Regions from separate parts of the Gossypium arboreum genome. Here region 1 is linked to region 2. Evidence: chromatin contacts called from public Hi-C data. All regions are on one chromosome and are shown on one strand. Each heading gives the region's core, a stretch centred on a gene start, on an enhancer-like site or on the middle of the called end of the contact. The rest is flanking DNA. Distances are from core to core; before and after follow the strand shown.

Evidence for each region. A called contact is a pair of places that touch in the nucleus more often than the background predicts.
Region 1: a Hi-C map of leaf shows a contact between it and region 2, with 2.5 times the contacts expected there. The contact joins two enhancer-like sites. A contact is called at or near these places in 2 of 5 Hi-C or Micro-C datasets (both in leaf).

Annotation. Positions count from the first base shown.
Region 1 is chr1:30,932,173-30,937,581 of ASM2569848v2, reverse strand. LOC108472640 (a long non-coding RNA gene) reads right to left here and starts at 5,161. Exons shown (of 2, transcript XR_001869576.2): 1 at 4,367-5,161; 2 at 3,390-3,669. Within about 2 kb of position 2,056, at least 1 of the 2 cell types and tissues checked has an H3K27ac peak or open chromatin away from gene starts, as enhancers often do. A contact at or near this core is called in leaf, where this site is marked.
Region 2 is chr1:30,737,024-30,742,369 of ASM2569848v2, reverse strand. LOC108471135 (embryogenesis-associated protein EMB8-like) reads right to left here. Exons shown (of 8, transcript XM_017772727.2): 7 at 5,094-5,147; 8 at 3,779-4,215. The coding sequence ends at 4,000. Among protein-coding and RNA genes, the nearest start is that of LOC108471135, 5.1 kb to the right of the region's middle. Within about 2 kb of position 2,304, at least 1 of the 2 cell types and tissues checked has an H3K27ac peak or open chromatin away from gene starts, as enhancers often do. A contact at or near this core is called in leaf, where this site is marked.

The sequences.
Region 1 (5,409 bases), core at 807-3,306, 200 kb before region 2:
TTTCAGCCTTTCGTTTAATTTTTTATTTTTTATTTTTTAATCCTTAAATTTGTATTTTTTTGTTAAATTATCTCAAAATTGATGGAAAAATTAACCTTTGTTAACATGACATACATGTGGCCTGCCACTTGAATGACATGTAAGCATTTAATTAATTTTTAAAATTTAAAAATATATATTTTTATACTTTTTAAATAATTTTAATAATTTTAATCTTTTTAAAATAATTCTTATATATTTTTAAATTTTTAAAATTTTAAAAATTAATTAAATCTTGACATGTCCTCCACATGAAAATCTATGTGTATGCCATGTCAAGAAAGTTAAAACATTGACTTTTCTATCTATTTTAGAGTGATTTGGAATAAAAATAAATTCAATGTCTAAAAAAAATAAAAAATTAAGTAAAAGACTAAAATAATATATATTTTTTTTAATTGGAAGGAAAAAAATTATTATGCAAAAAAGAAAAGAAAAGAACAGCAATTTGATCAAGGTTGCACCACATTGCATGGCTTGAAATTAGATTCTTTGGTTTTGCTTTGGAAATGCAAAAAGATATGTAGAGCATATGCCAGGGGAGTCACATAAGCTGACAATGATGCATGTACTAGATTTGTAGCTAGATTATGGAATAGAATGCTAAGGTTTTTTTATTAAAAAACTTAAAAATTTTAATTAATTATTAAAATGATCTATTTTTTTAATTAAATATGTAAATGACCTGAAATTTACAATAAAAATTAGTGGAGTCAAATTATTTGGCTCCACCAAAATGCCAAAAAAATTAATTTTTTTGGTAGAGCCATTTAGAATTGCGCCACACAGCCACCTTGTTATTTTTTTTACATTATTTTTTTATTACTTTTTTACTTTTGTCATTTTCTTTTACTTTTTTAAGTTTTGTCTTTATTTTTTATTATTAATTTTAAAAATTTGAAATGTATATTTGAAATATTTTAGAATATATATTTTAAAATTTTAAATATATATATTTGAAATTATTTTCTAAATTTTAAATATTATTTTTAATAATATAAAACATTTAAATTTTTAAAGATATGACCTTTCAAATTTATTATTAGTTTTATAATATTTTAAATGTATATTTTAATTTGTTTTATAATTTTTTAATTATGATTTTTAAATTATTTTTAAACATATTGAAACCTTTTTAAAAAAATGTTTGAATATCTTTAAAATTAATTTTAAAATTAATAATTTATAAAAATTTTATATTTAAAATTTCAAAAATATTTAAAATATATATTTAAAAATTATAAAATAAATTAAAAAAGTATAAAACAAATTAAAATTTACATTTAAAATATTATAAAACTAATAATAAATTTGAAAGGACATATCTTTAAATTATTTAAATGTTTTATATTATTAAAAATATATTTAATATTTAAAATAATTTTTAAAATTTTAAAAATAAATTAAAAATAATTTTAAAATTTAGAAAAAATTTCAAATATATATATTTAAAATTTAAAATATATATATTATAAAATATTTCAAATATTCATTTCAAGTTTTTAAAATTAATAATAATTAAAATAAATAAATAAAGATAAAGACAAAACTTAAAAAAAAAGTAAAAAAAAAAAAACAAAGTGAGGTTTGTAACAGGGTGGCTGTCATGCTGGTGGCACCAAATTAATTGGCTCTACCAAAAAATGATAATTTTTTTTAAAGTCGCCCATATTTTCAAAAAATTGTAGTATTTATCTGGTATTTATATAAGTGGTGCCATTCTACATGGCTCTACTAAAAAAATAATTTTTTTTATAGAAGTTGACGTGGTATGTTGGTGGCGCTAAATCATTTGGCTTCACCAATTTTTATTGCAGATTTCAAGTTATTTTTGTGTTTAATAAAAAAAAGGTCATTTTAATAATTAATTAAATTTTTTAGATTATTTTAATAAAAAAGCCCCAAAAAATGACAAACTTTGGGCTTAAATTCATACAGCTGACTGTAACATGACACAATGGGTAGTCCATATATGATTAATTACGCTCAGTTAAAAAGGGTAACCCATGGCGTCAATGCTGATGCCGACTTAACTGCATAATAGCAAACATGAGAGAGAGAGAGAGAGAGAGAGAGAGAGAGAGAGAGAGAGAGAGAGAGAGAGTCAGACAACTAAAGGCATTTCAGTGCTGCATTTGCCTCAGCTTCAGTCCTTGTTGACAGACTTAGAGGATAGGGTTGAAAAATAAAATAAAACCTATTCCAATAGTAGTATTTGTTTGAGTTTCAGTTTGGGTTTATTAATTTTAGTTTGGTTTGTCTTTTATGCAAGATTTCATATTTTATTTTTCCCAGAACTTGTCCAAACCTAAGCGTTATAACCCTTACTTCAACATGCACAATACAATAAGCAATCAGCTAACTTGCATATACATATAGAGACCCATAACCCTGTTGATGACGCTTGTCTTTCATTCACCTTTTCAAATCACCTGTTTTCTTTCTCTATTTGGATTTCTGTGTACTCCCTGTTCCCCCTGCCTCCCTTACCTACAATTCTACATAACAACACCATCTAAAACAAACTACGTTAATTAACATCATCACACTACTCATATTCCAAATTATCTCTCTATTTTACGGCCTTACCTCGATTGGTATCGTAAAAAGACGTAAGCTTAATTATGCTTAATCCTATGTTATCTTGAGAAATGATTATAGATCGAAGTAGCCTTTTTTTTTTCCTTTTGCCACTGATTTTCCTTTCTTTTCTGCATTGTTTCTTTTATCAGTCCTCTGAATCAATGCTATGTATTTAAGATGAAACACGTGAAATCCCCATGGTTCTATGTGTTGGGCGTATTGATTTTACACTGCTCAACTATTACTATGAACAAAAGAAATTGTAAATTACGATTATTTGTGTTATACCATGATATTATTAAAATTGACTATCAAGCCAAACTTATTCTCAAACCATAAATTTCGAGGTCTCTTAACTTACCTTCGTTTACAAAACCCCAAAAATATTAATTAGACCCATCATTATTATTTGTGCTTTTAAACTGGATGCAGCTGATCATGTAAGAGACAAGACCACATGATTCAAGCAAAAAAATGAGATGTCCAATCCATCACATCATTCTTTCTTTATAGCAAAATCAGTCCCAAACTACAAAAAACAGTTTCTTATATAAATAATACTAATGCTAAGCTCTAAACCTCTCATAGTTATGCGAAGTGTTTCATTCATAAAATTAAGACCAAGTAAGTGGCATAGTTATTGGCAAGTGGATTTGATTCTCCTAGACTTCTCATTAACCACTAATCTTTTGATTCCTTTTAAAGTTTATTAATATTCTCTCATACCTCTCCTTTTCTTTAAGGAATATGAAGTGTAAAACATACTCTTAATCAAAAGCTGGTAAGCATCAAATGTTGCTTATAATTCTAAGAACCGTAGAATCTCCTTACAAATACTTCCAAGCCAGGGAGTGAATTCCATGTATTCAGCCTTGAAACTTGCAAAGGATACTACAGTTCTAAACCATTAACAGCATGTATAGTAAGTACCAAAGTTAACCAGAGATAAAAGCAAGCATAAAAACAAAACATAAATGGCGGAGATTACACAGCTCCAGCATCCTTATCATCCACCACCCACCACTTCTTGTTTTACCAACAAAAGACCTGAAACAGTTACAAAGAACACCTCGATTTAAGCATCCCCAGAGTTGAAAACTGGTTAAAAATTACTACTATAAGAGAGAATCTCAAGTAGCACATGTGTTTTAAGAGAAAACCCTAACCTGAAATCATGGTCTTTTAAGAAAAATGAAGGAAAAAAAATCAGGGTTTTAGATAAAAGACAGACAGGCAGACACAAGATTTTTGAAGCCATCATGAAAAATAAATCAGTTCAATGATGAACACTACACTGAATCCATAGAGAAAGGGGAAAAAAATAAGGAAGTGTAATGTGATAAGAGATTATGGTAACATACTATTCCTAGATGGAATACAATAATAGCAATAATGATAAAATAATTATTTTTTCTTTTACATTAGTTAATCATTTGAGTGAGAAAAACCCTAATGTAAGATATGGCCATGTAAAAGGGTAATCATAATCATAATCATATCATATTCATACCCTTTTCTTCTTCAGTCAGAAAAAAAAGAAGGGGGGGGGGGGGGAAGAGCAGTCAAAATCTTTCATCATTACACCAATCTGCTCATGCCCACACCCCCAACAACCTCGATTTCCAGGAACCCCATCAACAAGAAATCTTCAAAAATCAATAAAAAAATATACACTCATAAAATTACATGTGACATAGACGAGAGAAAACCAATAAAGAAAGGGAAACAAAAAGAAAAAACTTACCGAGAGAACATAATCAAAATTGGAAGCAAATAATTGGGGGGAATGAAGCCTGGTCCGACGTCATTAACCTATGATTAATGATTAAATCATCATCATCTCTCAAACTTTGATATATGAAAAAAAAATCCATAGATCTAGTTGATGGCCTCGAGCCAGACAACATTCCCCTCAAAAGAAATGGCTTCCTTTCAATCTTCTCATCTATTTCACCCAAAGAAGATTAACAATGGCATAGGTGAGTGATAGAATTGAAGTGAGGAACTAAAAGTTGATATATAGAGATCAAAAAGGGGAAAAAACAAGTTAAGAAAAAAAAGAAAAAAAGAGGAGAGATGGAGAGGTGAAAAGGACAAACAAAAGTAATAAAAAGTAGCAGAGTCCCCCAAGGTGAAGCCCTGGCCCTACATCTGGGTCTTGGGTTCCAGAAAAACATTAAAAAGTAGTAATTATGTTATTATTTAATTATGAATTCTTGTTCTCATGTTTACTGTGAGATAATAATCATGACCTAATCAAAACCCATCAGCTCCAGCTGTTATATTTAGGCATCTTAATCGCAACCAACTCTATGAAAAACATAACATTACTATTAAACACTCCTATAATAATTCCATTTCTCTCTTTTTTTTTTTTTTTTATCAATTTGATTCTCTCATCCATTCGTAAGTTTTCCTTCGCATTTAGTTTTGAATTGAACAGCCTTTTCTCTCTTTTTATGAATTTAATGAATAATTAAATTGATATTATTATAAATTTAATAACAGGACAAAATTCAAACAACAAATGCAAGTAGTGTAATTTAAACTTAAGCAACAATTAGGACGATAAATACTCTTAACCATCGTACCATCACATGATATTTAATTTTTAATTATTAATTAAGCTATTATTAGACTAACTGTCAAACTTCTTAAAAATTGATAATTGAAATAGTTGGAACATTAACCTAATTATTAAAACATTACTCACAATTAATGCTTTACTGGCCGAATTCGAGCGAATTTAATAATTACATGTCTGGGTTAAGGATAAATTTGCAATCT
Region 2 (5,346 bases), core at 1,055-3,554:
CAAAAATTCATCATGATTTGAATATTAATATTAATATATTATAATTTAAATAATATTATTAATTATTTATTACATGTTATTTATTTATATATTATAAAATTAATTTGTTTTAATGCATAATTTGTTAATATTCAATTTTTTGTAATTTTCTATTTATATTTGCTCTACTTTAATCAATCAATGTAATTAAATTTTATTATATTTAAAAATATAATTTTAATTTGATAAATATTATTAATATGTGTCTTTTTAGAAAAAAAACTATATTTTAAACTCAACAATTTAATATTCATTAATTTTAATATTATAACATTAATGTTTCATTTGATTACTAATGTAATAACATGAGGAAAATACTTATTTACTACATACGTATTACAATAGTTAGATACAAAATAAAGAATAGTTAGTATAATTTTAAACATGAAATTAGGAAAAATGAGTAAAAACTCTTTGTAAAAAATAAGACCTATTCAAAATAAGCAAAAAGTTTCCTGTCTTTGCTAAAAATAAGTTATGGAATGGCTAAATATTATCAATTAAATTAGCTTATTGTTCAGTCATATATTAAAACATGCATAAAAATAATACACCTACTAAATGTAGCATTAAAAGTTAATTCAATTAAGTAAAATATCAAATAAAGAGATAGTTTTTAAAACCAACTTTATATTTAACATGTAAAAAATTATAAAAAAATAGAAGGCATTGAATAACTTAAAAAAATAAAAGAAGAGTAAATGAGTAATTTATCTAAATTATAAATAAATACTTCAAATAAAAATGTTTATGTAAAAAAATAGTAATATAAACATGATTATTTATTATTATTATTATTATTATTATTTTGTAATTTTATATTGCGATGGTATATATATATATATATATATAGAAAGGATTATATGAAATTAAGATGTCACATCATCTGTATCACTTTTAATATTTTAATGCGATGTTAACTTTTTCTCTTAAGTGTCAACATTTTCAGTTAGATTTGATTTTTTTCCAAGAGAAAATATTAGAATTTAGTAAAAAAATTAAAATAACATTAAACATTTAAAAGAAATACAAATGATGTAGCATTCCAATTTTATAATCCTAAAGTGAAAGAAACAATGCGCTGTAATAATTATATAACTAATTAACCGCCTATTATTAAATCAATACAAGAGATACTTTTGCACCATAATAGCTTAGTTGGGTATAAGTCGAAGATTAAAGATTTAGTTTTAATAGTTTAATAGCAGTAAACTTGTTATAAGTAGTTTTGCAGCTGCTCATGGATTGAAAGACAATAATGGTACTTTTGTGTATTGCCCGACATTGATTGTGATATTCATTGTTCTCAAACACCCCAAGTGAAGTCTCCTCCACCCTTCAAACATCCCTGCTTAAAAATAGCTTTAAACGTATGTATGTGTGTTCAGTTTTTGTTCAACCAATGTCTCCATTTCCCTAATTATTTTTTAAAAAAAAGTGATATCTAACTCATTCAAAAACAAAAAGATACATATGTTGAGGGAAAAAAGGAAAGCAAAATTGAGATCTAGGATGTTTATGGTGAAAGTGGAGAGGTAGAGGAGAAAATGAAAAAGAAGAACAATATCCTTCCATAAAATTAGAGAGGGGTGTTTATAAGTGAGACTGGTTTTCTTTTAATCAAGAGTTTTGATATATGCACAACACAAATCTCATCTTAAGAGACGCAATAGCCTTTTAGGTGGGCGATGATGGGATGGAGATGGATTAGATGAGATCCTATGTATGAGATATGCAAGGGAAGATTCAACACCTGTTAGGGCGAAGTTAAGAAATTTATTTAGGAAGATCAATATAAATTTACAAAATTTTGGGAGCTAATGTTAAAATATTATGTTAAAAATACTTGAAATAAATTATTTATTTTTTAGAGGGGTGAAAAATATCAAAATTTCCATTTAACTAAAGGCTTAAAATGCTTAAATTGAATGTTTTACTTTTGGAAAGCCAAAAATAAGAATTTTAACATTTGGTCTAGGGGGTCAAGGCCCTTTCGTGCCTCTGACTACACATTGCTTGGCAAAGTAGTTTAAAAGAGTTCTAGGTGTGTTCACAAAACCTAATCTTGTTGAACTGTTGCTTTAACGAAAGTGAAATGTTGGAGATTAGTATATAATGAGATTGTGATGGTGAAGCCTAAATAGGGGAGGTACTACAATGCAATTCTTAGGTAAGGGAGATGTTCATAGTGACACATGCAAGTGTCTGAGGTTGGGCCACACCCAAATTCATGAAAATCTTTGATCGATTCCTTGTTATCGTGTCTTCAATCATTTTGGTGCAATATCTGACACTATATTTTTGCCCATTTTAGGGCTAAGTAATGCTTTGCTTATATGGCTCATAATTTGCCGTCTTTATGAACACGAACGTTTTGTCCTTCTAAACAAGCCCCACCAATGTTCTCCTTGTCCTAGAGAATTATAGTTTGAATTTATCATGACATAAAATATTATTCAATTATATAGCTTTTTACAATTTCTATATAATTATACAATTTTATAAAATATTATTCAATTATATAAATTATTGTAACATTTGTAATGTTTTGTGCATTATACAATTTATACAAAATTTTATATTTTGTGATGTTTTGTATAACACTAATCACAAAAATAATAATAATAATAATAATCCAATTAATTAAATTATTACAGTTTTTATAATGTTTTGTTAAGGTATCTAATTTTACAAAATTATTACAACTTTTATACAAATTATTATATTTTTAATTACACAAAACATTATTCAATTACACAAATCTCTTAATAGTTTGTGTAAATTTAAGGATAATATAATTTTGATCCTGAACTTGGGAATTAGGTCCACTTTTGTTGAATTTTTTTTTATTCACTTCAGTACTTAAATTTGACAAATAAATTTATTTTGGTCCCTAAACTTGAAAAATATAAGAGTTTGATAATGTGGCGCTCCAAGATTGTACCACATCATCACTTGAAAATTAAAAAATTTATATAAATTTTCTGGCAATGACATGGTACAATATTAGATTGTCACATACAGTATTCTAATAATTAAGTCAGTGGTTGAACTGGTCAAACCACTAGTTCCCGATCCAATTGGTTTGATCAATTTAATTTCTAGACCAACAACAATTAATAATTAATAATTAATTAAAAATTTGTAAGAATAAAAGAAAAGTATTACACTATTTCAACCTATTCAATTACTGATTTTTATCCCAATTTTTTTAATATTTTTTTTATCAATTTTGAGTAGTTTCTAGTTCAATTGGTTCAACCCATTTATTTGGACTAGTACACTGATCAATTCTAGACCCAATTGGTCAAATAGACCGATCCAATCATGTTTCAAGAATATTGGTCACATCATCAACTCTTGACAAAATACAAATTCAGGAACCAAAATGAATCTAATTGCTAAATTTAGGTACCAAAGTGAACAAAGAAAACATATAGGTACTAAAATGGAATTAATTACCAAGTTCAAAATCCAAAAATTATATTATAACTAAAACTATTTCTTAAAAAAAAAAATTACAACTTTTGCAATTTTATGTGCAACATTGAAGGTCATGAAAAGCTCATTTTAATACTTTTAATTTTACCCTCATCCCTGATTGATTCATGATGGCCCCTTTAGTTTTTTTTTTTTTTTTTGCCAAAGATGGCCCCTTTAGTTTAGGCAAGCTAGTTTTACCTAGAACTTAAGTAGAGTCAACTCACCTAGTTGACTCATTCCAAAAGGATGATCTGTGTGTACTGAAGTTAACTTCATTGTTTATTGATCTCCAAAAAAATTACATTGTACAAATCAACCTTCATCACCATGTCTGTATACAAGTTCCTCTGGATACAACAGTGTAGTATGAAAATAAAGAATCGGGAATACTACATTGAGCTTATTGTTACAATCAAATTGATTATACCACAAATAATATGGCCAGCCGAGAATGGGTGATTCGTAATAGTTTGCCTGCTACACTTCTATACGATGCAACTCCCCCGAACTACGCTGCACAGCTTCCGAGTCAGCCGAAAATTTGCCAGTTTTGGATGCACCTCGTTCCAAATACTCGAGAAAGTCCATCACCACAGGATCAGTCCAAGGAGCTCCCAATGGAGCCTCGGCACCCGCAACCCACCCTAAATGGCCACCTTTGGGTGTCACTATCAACATGCAATTTAGATTTTCCTGAGCAAGCATGATCTTTCATTAGAAACAGCACTTTAAAACAAAGAGGATATGTAAATTGATCTTCACAAACTGGACTGTAAGAAATTTGAAAAGAATGACAATACAGAGCAACAACCAAGATAGAAATCATTCAGAAGGAGCTATACAAATTAACATTTTTCTGTATCCTGACACTCTTGATGGCAGAGCCACCAACATGATAGTTGAAGCCATAAAGTAGTCCCACCACCTACTATGCATAGCCTCTCTTATGATTTATTATAGGAGTTTTTGATAAGTCAAATTCGCCAGATCATTAGTTAAGAACAAACACACTGACTTCTAGTAATTATACAATGAAATAGACACGACAAAATTTTACTGGCGGAAACTTGAAATTCTTGTAGTGATGGATGATTCATTGCCAAAATAATATTTGGGATATTTCGGCTAGAAGTTTCAGGAACAAATGAGAGTTCCTTATTTCCCGAAATTAAAACAAAACTGTGATGATACTTCAGAACCCATGCATATAATATCCAACAGTAAAGAATATTAGAGGAGAGAAATGGAACGACTAGACGAAAACCTTGATGAATAGCATGTGTTAAAATGGGGTGCGATGAGTTGATTTGGTGTTTTGTTAAAAGGAAAACAATCTTCAGAATAATTAGTCTAGGAAGGCAAGCTTCATAAAAGAAGGTAGATGACAGCTGGTAGAAAAAAGGTTTGGAATGGATTTGGGGAGTCCTTCTATCAACCACATTTGGTGAGAGCCACACATCCTATAAAAAGGGAGGTTTGTATCTGTGTGCTCCAGTCGTATTCAAGGATTTACAATTATCCTTCTTCTTGTTTTTTTAAAAGCTCAATAAATTAGAGAGCTATAAACATACCTCGATATCTTCTCGAGGAATTGCCCTAGATGGTGCAATTGGATCATTTTCAGCCTGCAATAACACATTCAAACATAAGGGGAACGTAGTAATGGGAATTTCCTTCTGAAACATACCATCGGAACCCAAAGAAAAATGTAACTCTAAACTAAAAGATAAGCTATGCAACAAGGAAACATTGAAGCTAGTCATGCACCTCCATGCTTAAAACAACTGTTACAGACATGATTCAGGTAACATGCACCAAAGACAA